Linked DNA regions of Tachysurus vachellii: region 2 is linked to region 1. A link is a contact called in public Hi-C data. All regions are on one chromosome and are shown on one strand. The core of a region is the stretch at or near the end of the contact, and the rest is flanking DNA. Distances in the headings are between cores, read along the strand shown. Region 1 holds the start of LOC132852018 (cytosolic phospholipase A2 delta-like). Region 2 holds the start of eno4 (enolase 4).

What was found. A called contact is a pair of places that touch in the nucleus more often than the background predicts.
Region 2: a Hi-C map of blood shows a contact between it and region 1, with 4 times the contacts expected there. The contact joins the promoter of eno4 here to the promoter of LOC132852018 in region 1. A contact is called at or near these places in 2 of 3 Hi-C or Micro-C datasets (blood and muscle).

The regions. Positions count from the first base shown.
Region 1 is chr10:6,023,597-6,029,696 of HZAU_Pvac_v1, forward strand. It overlaps LOC132852018 (cytosolic phospholipase A2 delta-like), which reads right to left and starts at 3,812. Exons shown (of 20, transcript XM_060879023.1): 1 at 3,689-3,812. The coding sequence starts at 3,694.
Region 2 is chr10:6,173,581-6,179,568 of HZAU_Pvac_v1, forward strand. eno4 (enolase 4) reads right to left here and starts at 2,429. Exons shown (of 13, transcript XM_060879764.1): 1 at 2,253-2,429; 2 at 964-1,092; 3 at 191-372; 4 at 1-109. The coding sequence starts at 2,429.

The DNA.
Region 1 (6,100 bases), core at 2,562-5,061:
CTTAACAACATCAACACTAGCTCACTTAACCTTTCACTATTTTTTGTTTGTCAGGATCGAAGTGGCATAAACAGGATATGAAGTGTGATGTGTTTACGTCGTTCATTACTTCACTAACTGCTTCTCAGGATCATAGTGAATAAGTTACTCATATTAATGTTACATTTTGGGAAATAGGATCAACTTAGCACAAGTGCACACTAAAGTAATAAGTTCAGGAGTATTCTGGGTTAGTGGGAATGTGTACAGGAAATGTTTAGAGTTCATAGTACTGGAACGCTCACTATCTTCATCAGGATGGTACAGGACATGAGCTAGGTATTCACAGGCATCTTCATGATCTTTCTGATAGCAGTATGTGATTGCATGGCTCACTAACTTGGAATTATTTCTATTTGATATACAAAACTCGTTTCAAAAACCGGTTTTAACGTCTACATCTTCTACTATAGCTGCCATACAGGGTGATCCTAGAGATCCACCAAGGCCCTGACTAGGATAAAGTGCCTACAGACAATTAGTCAGAGATTTGTACGATACAACCCTTTGGCATAAACTACAATGGGAAAACCGTGAGAAGGATCCCATTAGTTCTATTATGCTTTAAGTGCCACTTTTGCTCCAACTGTGTGTTTTATTAACCAAACGCTGCCTACACTCGCTCAATAAAGTAACTCCCAGTTTCTGAACTTTCTGCATTGACTGTGTGAAGAAAAGATAACAAGAAAAAAAAATTAAAAATGAAATCCCCAATCTAAAAAAAAGTAGCTGTAAAAGTCTAGTCCATGCAAGTAAGTGACTTTCCCCAAGTAAGATAACAATTACAGCTATACACAAAAAATATTACTGAAAAGAAAACTAACTATAAATATTATAAATATTATTAGTAAATATTTATTATAAGCAATTACTATACATCTGAGTTATTTATAATAATAATAATAATAATAATATTAATAATAATATTAATGGGGGGGCACGGTGGCTTAGTGGTTAGCACGTTCGCCTCACACCTCCAGGGTCGGGGTTCGATTCCCGCCTCCACCTTGTGTGTGTGGAGTTTGCATGTTCTCCCCGTGCCTCGGGGGTTTCCTCCGGGTACTCCGGTTTCCTCCCCCGGTCCAAAGACATGCATGGTAGGTTGATTGGCATCTCTGGAAAATTGTCCGTAGTTTGTGATTGCGTGAGTGAATGAGAGTGTGTGTGTGCCCTGCGATGGGTTGGCGCTCCGTCCGGGGTGTGTCCTGCCTTGATGCCCAATGGCGCCTGAGATAGGCACAGGCTCCCCGTGACCCGAGGTAGTTCGGATAAGCGGTAGAAGATGAATGAATGAATAATATTAATAATAGTAATAATAATAATAACTAGAACGTACATTTCCTGAAGAAAATGTGAATGGTGCTTGCACGTGGCAAATCCCGGAGGCTAGTCGAGATGAGCATGTGACATCATCTGAATACTCCTGAGGAAGTTTTCCTCATTGTGCTGAGTGTTTTGATATGTCACATGTCCATGTTGTGCTAATCTTTTATTTTCACGTGACATCACGTGACGTTATCAGAATACATGTGAGGAAGTTCCCCTCATTGTTCTGAGTGTTTTGATATGTCACATGTCCATGTTGTAAAATGTTTTTTGATTTTGCATATTTTGGGGGCGGGGCTGTGGCACAACCGAAAGGCCAGTCGGTACACTAATAAAAGTTTAAAAGGAGCTGGCTGAGTTTGGTGTAGATAGTTTGAAAGCTTGCCGAGTTATAAACCTCCAAAGTTTATAATGGGAGTCTATGGGAAAAAAGGCCAATTTTGAGACCCGGTACCAGAGGTACCGGTACTCGGATCGCTTATAAAAGTCATAGCACACCTCTCCTCAATGAACCGGTCGATTTGACACGTCATTCATGGGTCTAGGACAAAAGCTGCGGGACAAGTTACGCGCCGAAATTTTGTCTGGCACAATAGTAATAATGTTGCTTTGCAAGCAGCATTAATAATACTTCTTAAGCATTACTTATCACAGTCACAAATTTTATTTTTACTAAGATTTGGGTCAAGCAGCTTCGTGTGATTTCATTTACAACTGAAACGCATTCATCCTTCTTCAGTTCATGTGTATAACTATCAGAGAAAGTAATTACATGTGTGTCTTCAATTCAGTTTAAAAAGAGCGCGATGCTTGCAGTTTTGCACAAAAAAAAAGCACAAAAAAAGCACAAAAGTAATTGAAGGAATATCAAGAATTTTGCCTACAACAATTACAAAGAAAACTCCATGAATCAGACCTGCAGGGACTGATGATCAGTATATCCATGTATTGTTCATTTCGATATCATTGAGGTGTAAATTATGATCTAGTACGATTTACTGATCCTCTATTTGACCTTGACATTGAATCAGATGTGATATGATTCTCTTTAGTATCCTCCGATCCAAAAGTGACCATCTTTGATCAGAATCTGATGTAGCTACGGTTAGACATGACGACAGTCTTTTAAGAAAGACTATTTTAAATATTAGTGTTTAAATGGTTAAAGAATCCCACTGGTATTGTTTTTTACATTTCAGTTAAAAAATATGAATTCTTGCTTCCACGAAAGATACTAAACGAATTATAATCAACTCTATAATAATTCTATAAAATTTCATTTATTGATTGTTGCCTCAGTGATTTCATTCATTCATCTTCTACCGCTTATCCGAACTACCTCGGGTCACGGGGAGCCTGTGCCTATCTCAGGCGTCATCGGGCATCAAGGCAGGATACACCCTGGACGGAGTGCCAACCCATCGCAGGGCACACACACACACACACACACACACACTCTCATTCACTCACGCAATCACACACTAGGGACAATTTTCCAGAGATGCCAATCAACTTACCATGCATGTCTTTGGACCGGGGGAGGAAACCGGAGTACCCAGAGGAAACCCCCGAGGCACGGGGAGAACATGCAAACTCCACACACACAAGGTGGAGGCGGGAATCGAACCCCCAACCCTGGAGGTGTGAGGCGAACGTGCTAACCACTAAGCCACCATGCCCCCCTCAGTGATTTCAATCACTGTTTATTTTTTAATCCAAGATTCTTGGATGTATGTTCACTATTGTTGCTTTTCTTTCTCGTTACTCGTTTCTTCCTACCACAAATGTTGTGCTTGAACTCAACAAGTTGTGCTTTGTTGTGCTTTAATCAAACAAAAAACAAACATCAACAACAAAAAAAAAATGCTCATCTGTACAGATTATCATATGTGAAGACATTTTCCAACAGCCAACAGAGTTGAACAACCTTCCTGAAACCAATGCCCAAGCATTTAAATCTGAGCTGTCAGTCAACTCGGACCACACCCACCCAGTTTAAAACTGAGCTTCTGTTTGCTTATATAAAAATCTTTTTTTAAATAAAAGTGCTGCAAATATATTCAACGCATTAAACGTCTTATATTTACATTGATATACGTATTTGAAGATGTTAGAGCAGACTTACTTAACACCTGGAGTTTAAAAATGAAAGAAATGGCAACCTTCAATCTACCTTCAGGCTCTTGGAGATTTCTGTCTGTTATTGAGCTTTAAATCTCTATGTAAACATACAGGCACACATGCACATACATGCCTGGTTTACCCTTTATATATTACCAGTAGTATCAAAACCTCAGGTTAAAAGTAAAGACGTGAACTGTACCTTCATTTGTACCTGTTGCCGAAGAGAAAAGTGAAGACTAAGTCGTCCAACCAAGAAACCCGCATAAGAAGACAATAGCAAGTTAACGTCAAGTCAATGTCACAGAGATTCCTGAGGACTGTTTGCTTTATGTTTTACTGATATGACTCATGGCAGAATGCAGTGAAAACACGCCCCAAGCTGCAACACTTCTAGAATTACATAAGGCAAAAAAAAAATAAATAAGTATTTTCTTTGCTTGTTGCAGAAGTTATTCTTATTCTGTTTTTCCATTGCTGTATATTCACATTCTTCATATTGTTTAGCATCATATACTGTAGGATTGCATGGTATTAAATAATATAGTACTGTATAATGAGATGTATCATACAGCATTGTACAGTATGCAATAGTATTATTTAGTATTATATAGTATTATAGGCCTCCTGGTGACCCAGCAGCCGGATCCAGTGCTCTCATTACTGTGGCCCGGGTTCGATTCCCATATAATATGGTATAATACTGCATGGTATTATATAGTATGACGTATTGTATAATATTGTATTGTATCCTATCATATAGCATCTATTTTAAACTCCAGAGTAACAGGGTTTTTTCTTGATGCTATTTTCAGATTCTTTTTTTGTTTTGATGTGAAATTAGGTTTTGTTTTGTGTGTGTATTTTTTTTAGATTTTCTATTTTTATTTACTTTTTTGCTGTTGTTTTCTTCACTTTAATACTCCATAAAGGTCTAGCTGTATATTTTGACAGGATATAAACTTTATAATGTCTTAGAGTAATAGTGGTTGAATGTCTGTAGGGTTTAACAGATAATAAGGTCACAGTAAGGTTATGTGTCACAGAGTCTTAGACTTTTTGTTGGTAGAGCAAGAAGTTTAACTTGTTTGATTTGCCTGAAAGTTTTTGTGCCTTGTTCTGGCACATGTTTCACACCTTAGAAGATTCCGTCACTCGGCTTGTCGCTCGACCAGACAGGAGTGTACAGGAAATGTAAATGATACTTTAGTTACTATAATTAACACAAGGTCATTCTCTGAAATGTGTTGTATTTATTATGTGTTTAATTTGAATTATTAATTTACAAACAGGTTTAACTGGTGCCATTTATGGCCCTACTGTTAGTTCTTTAGTCTGCAGCCTGAATAAAATAATAATTCAGCCAGATAATAATAATAATAATAATAATAATAATAATAATAATAATAAGAAGAAGAAGAAGAAGAAGAAGAAGAAGAAGAAAAAAAAACAACAACAACAACAACAACAATAATAATAATAATATCAACAACATTGTTAATAATAAAAAGAAGAAGAGGAGGAGGAGAAGAAGAAGAAGAAGAAGAAGAAGAAGAAGAAGAAGAAGAAGAAGAATATTAAAAACAACTACAACAACAAAAACAAGAAGAAGAAGAAGAAGAAGAAGAAGAAGAAGAAGAAGAAGAAGAAGAAGAAGAAAAACAACAACAACAACATTAATAATAATAATAATAATAATAATAATTATTATTATTATTATTATTATTATTATAATTATAATAATAATAATAAACCAAATGATTATATTTCTTTGTTATATCGTATCTATTTTGTGCCTTACTTGTATTCCTTTAATTCTTCATTTTTATTCTTTTTTTCTCTACTAATCAGCTATTTTTACATCAATGACAGTCATAAAGTTTCACTACATGTCCTACTTTTTATGATTGTGTATGAGACAAATAAGATTTTAATTTAAATTTGCTTAGGTATTTGTTTAGTTAAAGCTTAAATTACTCTAAATTTAAAGTAAGGTGTCATGTCAGTATATGACCATGTGATGGTGCTGTAACATAAGCTGCAAGATGCTGAGATTTTTATTTATTTCATTTTTTTTCCAGAATAATGGCCTGTCAGATTGAATAGGAACTTCTAACACACTGCAAGTGATCCAAGTCCAGAAAGTTACTATAGAATTAATTGTAGAATTGTGAATGCAATCTCTAACTGAAAGGGTTCCTTACATCTATCTATCTATCTATCTATCTATCTATCTATCTATCTATCTATCTATCTATCTATCTATCTATCTATCTATCTATCTATCTATCTATCTACTGAATAGATGCTTTTCTTGAATGTATATGTTTTTGCATATTTAAGTTGTGCAGCAATTTTTCAATCTGTGCTTTGTTGTTCTAATCGATGTCTCTCATTTAGGAAATGATTTTAATTCATCTCTAACAGGGATTTATCTTAGATTTATTTCTCAGCTTTTTTAAATATATTCCTTTTTTCCCCTCTTGCTCTTACTTTACTTTCTTGTTTGATTCGTAATGCGCTAAATGCTGTACATGAAAATATATTTTTTAGGATCTGACTGAAAAGTGCTTTCTTTACTACACCAGTGCAATTTTCTCCTCCTTTCTGAATT
Region 2 (5,988 bases), core at 1,179-3,678, 150 kb after region 1:
CGGTGCTTGAGCGGTGTTGGTGTCAGATGTTGTTGTTTCTTCTTCCTCAGCTTTCTTTTCTCTGTTACGGCGATCTTGGTCTTCAAGGTAACGAGCCATGTAGAAATCGCTGCAACACACACACATACGTACACAATTTAGGATGGTTATTACTCACACACTTTCTGTGCATGTCCACGTGTGTGTCTACCTGAGTTGTTGGTCCAGGTGTATTTGGTGGGTGGGGTTAGATCCATGCATCATGGGGCTCAGCTGATCTCTGATCCACTCCAACGCTACCTCTACAGATGCTTGATGGTTACCATTGGCAACCGCATTCCATGCCCCAGTGACATCTCCATCCACACAAGAAACCACTGCATTACAGACTAACTAAATTACACAGAATAACAGAGAGTTAAGAGATGCAAAAATAAGGTTCTCTGACCACCATCAAGAACATATTGTTATCTGAGTGTTCCATCTCACTGCTGTCTCACTCGTCACTACCACTCAACAGAGCATATTATCTTCTCTCTCTGTGTTTATACCTCATGTGACACACAGCAGTTTATTTTACTGGTTTCTTTCTGAAATGTCATTCTGTTCCAAATAAACGCACCAGATTCAGATCATAGAAACAAACAAACATGAGTTAAGTCAGGTCTTAATAATAATGCACCAGTACAACACCAATGCTTGAGCACCAGTACAGCAGCATTAACACCAATGCTTGACCACAAGCATATACAACAATAGAACAACAGCATAAAGCGAATGTTTTTTCTGTTTCACTGAACGCTTCATGAGCTGGACCAGGTGTGTTTGGAGTACAGAAGGCTTGAAACTTGTACATGTCAATGGGAATGTTAATAGTTTTTTAAAGCAGAAAAAACATTTGCTTTATCATATTCTTTTTCTAAGACATGTGAAAACACCTCCACAGATAAATCTCATCACTCATCTCGCTGATTTTCAGCCTACCTTCTCTTCATTCCTGACGATGCAGTAAACCTCCACCTGCAATGCTGCTTCTCCCCTGGCATCATACACCTCTCTGCCCACTACTGCACTGATCACAGGTGTGTGTGAGAGGCTAGAAAAGTAGTTTGCCTGACAAAAAGAATAAACACAGATCAGTCCAAATGAAGTAAGGATTTTTAAACAAGGCCTTGTATAGCCTAGAACATTCATGTCCAAAGTCCGGCCCGGGTGGCAATTGCGGCTTGAGTTGAAATTTCCATTTGCCCGCAGCCTCTGGCATAAAATAAATAATGTGTGGCCCATCAGCACTGTTTTATATACTTTACCAGAAGAAAATGCTGAGCTTGTTTGGCTCGACATACTTGTGCAAGAAAACATTCTCGGTTATGAACTTTAACAAGAGCCATGCGAGGACAAGACTAAGTGACTCTCACCTGCGTGACATCTTGCGCATCAAAACCACTTTCTTTGAGCCAGACCTGGCCTATTTACTACAGTTGAGATCTCATTATCACCCATCACATTAGTGCAGGCAAGTTATTTGTTTAGCCACCTGAGGTGAATAAATTCTAAAATCTCTGTGAATTTATTTTTATGTGATGATCAAAACCACAGTTTTTAATATGCATCTTTTCATCTTTATAATCTGTCTAAAATTCATTTTGTTTTTGAAAAGTGAAAGCTTTTTTCAATAAAAAAAAATCATTAAATAGTTCATTTGGGTTTAATATTAATGTTTCAAAGAATGTCAAAGGCTGAATAGTCGGCCCCCACACATTTTCACCTCACCAAATCTGGCCCTCTTTGCAAAAAGTTTGGACACCCCTGGCCTAGAACAACAAATGGAAGAAGATTGTTTTGTCTTCGAAATGTCCATGATAAGAGCCAACAGAAATACTGTAGGAAGACTAAAAGCAGTGTGTTTATCCATGAAATACCAGACATTATATACATTAACAGATCTGTATAAAGGAAAAATCTGGAAACTACAACAACTACAGAAAAGGTTTGGGACACGTTACTGGTGCTAAAGGAGGATTTACAGGTATAAACACCACAGAGCTTTTTTGTCATTGTGTTTGTTTAAGAACTGATAAAAATGCATTTAATTAGGTTTAACTGTAACTAGATAACAAAGTTGGGTTAACAATAATTGAATGAAAAAAGTTTCCATCAGTCCATTACTAGGCAATTTAATGACCTGCAATTATTTTAATTAGATTTCATTATAATTATAATGTCTTATTTATTGCATGACTTAATTAGATAAGGCTAATATATTTCCATACCAGATATCCATAAACATCATTCGGCTTCGACAAAAACATCTGATTTAAAACAGTTTCTAGTTTCTCCGGCACTCCGTTTGCTCTGTAAAACTCCGCTGCTTTGTTCTTTAAGTCATAAAAGTCTTTATCCACCTTTGATATTTTGCTATTACAGCTTATAAAGCCTTTAAACGACATTGTGCTGCTGTTTCTAAGTTCGGTTCACAACAACTCTGTGTAAGAAGCGTCGATTGTTTACGTACTATGGTTGCTAGGCAACGTTCCATGTAACATCGCGAGATTTCGGCTCCGTCTCAGCGTTACTGTAACATCGCGAGACTTAACGAGGGTCCACCAGAACGCTGTATACTGGTGTACTAAATGGTCCAAATATTATAGCGACCTCGGATACAATCTGGCGAAAAGATGATAAACTTTTAATTGTTTGGAGCAAGTATAACCTTTTTTAATTGAATTACACTTTGGCTTATGCAATGGTGAGTTCCAATAGCTCTCAGCCTACATCTTTAGTCCATGCAATGTCATTTGTAAGGGCACCAGCAACCCTGTGTTATTCAACAACACTTTAATTAGGCTGTTTAATTAATGTTTGTGCACGTTGTTTCCATGGCAACGCACCCGGTCTAATGGCTCCTGATTGGTTTCGATGAATTCATCCTAATGAATGTGTTCAAATATTTTACAACAAAAACTCGTCGCGTGTCGTTTAAATAAAACAAAGGTTACATTTCAGTTCAAATAAACCTTGAGTTGATAAATAAATTTCCATTATTATTATTATTATTATTATTATTATTATTATTATTATTATTATTATTATTATGTATAACATTTGTTTATTTCTTTTCCCAAGTTGTATATAAATACACAGGCTGTTTAAGTAAGTAGTCAGGAGACTTTTAATTAAAAAGAAAATAAAAAATTGGATGTATAAACTAGAAACTGAGGAAGACCGAGTAAAGAATAAAACAGGGCGTCAAATTTTGGGATCATTTCTAGTCTGTTTACAAAACTATGAAAATTTACTATATGAAGCTGAATAGATTGTTTATTCATTCGGTTCGCAGCAAATGTTAGAAAAAAAACGAATAAACTATAACATTACTGCAATATATATTAATTAAAGCACGAAAACAAAAATAAATAGATTCAACATAATTGTTTACATGCAAAGGACATAAAAGGAAATTAAATAATTATAAATAAAAACATATGCACTGAAGGACAATTTCGAATAATAATAATAATAATAATAAGAAGAAGAAGAAGAAGAAGAAGAAGAAGAAGAAGAAGAAGAAGAAGAAGAAGAAATAATAATAATAATAATAATAATAATAATAATAATAATAATAATAATATGCAAAGATAGACTTACATAGACTTTCAAATTAAAAAGGAAAAATCTACTTCTGAATGAATAGAACAAAAATAAAAGAATTATAAAAGAAATAATAAGAAATAAAAGAAATAGTTACAGCCCACACTGTGTAGACAGCCTACAAGCATTATAGCTACAATTAGTTATTTTCATTAGTCCTGTAACCAATAAATCTTTTATTTATTATTAGTATACTGATTTTTCTCAATGATAATTCGTTAGCTCGGGCATCAACTGACAGCGTTATTACAGGTCACGTGATTTCACGTTTGTACGCATTATGTCTCCCTTCCTTAATAAGACTTTAGTACAGAATGTCGCTCCACGGCTTTAGGCTACGATCAACAGTCCTGTTGTGTTCATGTTGACATTGTGAGGATGCAATCAGATACAATCTCTCTCTCTCTCTCTCTCTCTCTCTCTCTCTCTCTCTCTCTCTCTCTCTCTCTCTCTCTCTCTCTCTCGCTCTCCACACATACACACTGGCGCTTGGTTTTATTTATCTGAATAATTAAATGAACATTTCTTTGGATTTTAGACCACTGGCTAAAAAACGGCCGAGAAAGTGCAAAATCGTGTTATTTTTTTGACTACATTCTCTTCAAAGAAAAGAAAACATAATTTCAGACCTGACGCAAAACACAGATTTAGCAACCTCGAGTCTGTCCAATTTGTCCTAACTCAGATTAAAAAAAAAACTACAATGAAGGACGGGCGAATATCCATATTAACGGAAGGCACGTATGAATGAATGAATTGAGGAATGAATTGATGAATAAATGAATGAATGAATTGATGAATGAATAAATGAGCGAATGGATTTTTTAATTCATAAATAATTAATTAATTCATGTTTTTTAAATAGGTTTTTTTTTTATCTCCCCATATAGATATAGATCTGTTTTAATAGCCTATTAGACTTCGGGATATTTATTTATTTTTGAACAAGTCACATGTCAGGACCCCAAAATTTACGTGTCCATGTTTTTATCCCAACACTCTGATATTAAAGACCCCTGCGATCCAAAGACTTTTATAGTTTTAATTCCATGAGACGCTGATGAAGTAAGGCCCAGTATTTTATTTTACTTTAATAAAACACCCATCTCTCAACAATTTAATATTATTTTATAAACTGTATAATATGTAATAACAGATGGTTTTCTATTTTAAAAAATATTAAATAATTAATATGAATAAATAAATAATATTTTGTACATTTTAGAAATAATAAAATATGAAATATATATATTTTTTATAATGATTTATTTTATTATTCACTCAGGGTTTATTTACCTGTTTTTATTGCACAGTAAAAGTGTTATTTTTGTTATTAATGCTATGGAAATTTCGGGCATATTTGATATCTGGAATAACTGAATATGCTTGTGAATATCTAGTGATAAATAAACAAATAAAGCTCTAGTCTATGGAGTCCCCAAGATTTCCCTTTTTTTTCAGTGTACTATTTTCTCCACTTGTGCCAGATTAAAATACTGAACTCGCTGTAATTTGACTACAACTATCAGTGTAACTACAGAAATAAAATAGCAGTTTATTTATTAACTTATTTAAACAGGATGGGCTGTAATAAGAATAATCCAAAAACAAGTGTGCAGTATTTAATAATATTGTGGAACAATATGCATTCACATTTCCTGAGGTGTAATTATTATTTCAACATTTATTTACAAGTGAATCTATTTTAATATTTGTTTCCTCTTGGTTCTGCAGCTGTACGCGCATCTTTAACTCTCACATTAACGAAACATAAGTTAAAATTCGTTTAGAGAAAGCCGAGTTGCTCAGATTTAATCTCCCGGGGATCACGGGGAGGTCACGCGCACCGGGCCAGAAAGTTACCTAGCGGGCGTGACGTCATGCCAACGCACATGCTTATTGGAGCGCATGCCAACGTTACTCTGCACTTATAATAAGATCGGACAAAACAGACCAAAGATAATCTTCACGGCGCAAACAAGTGAAATAAATGATATTACGCGCAGGGTTTTACGCTTTTAAACACAGGGCGCCGTGGAGAAGGAAAACACACACATACAGACGCATGGAGTATATTTTAATCCTTCTTATATATTGCAGATGTAACATTTAATTTTAATAAGAATGATTTGATAGTTAATTTAGTTTGTATTTTTTTCTACGCATTTTGGGGAGCTGGCTTTTTTATTATTATTATTATTTAGAAAAGTTGAAGGACATCAAGGATCACCAAGCTGCTGCGCCTTCGTGACGCATCTGCAAACTCTCCGAGATGGAGACGAGCTGAAACACAGGCGCCACCGTCCGGTCATGACTGTAAATCATCTGAAATATAGGAAATTGATTGATCTAAAGGAT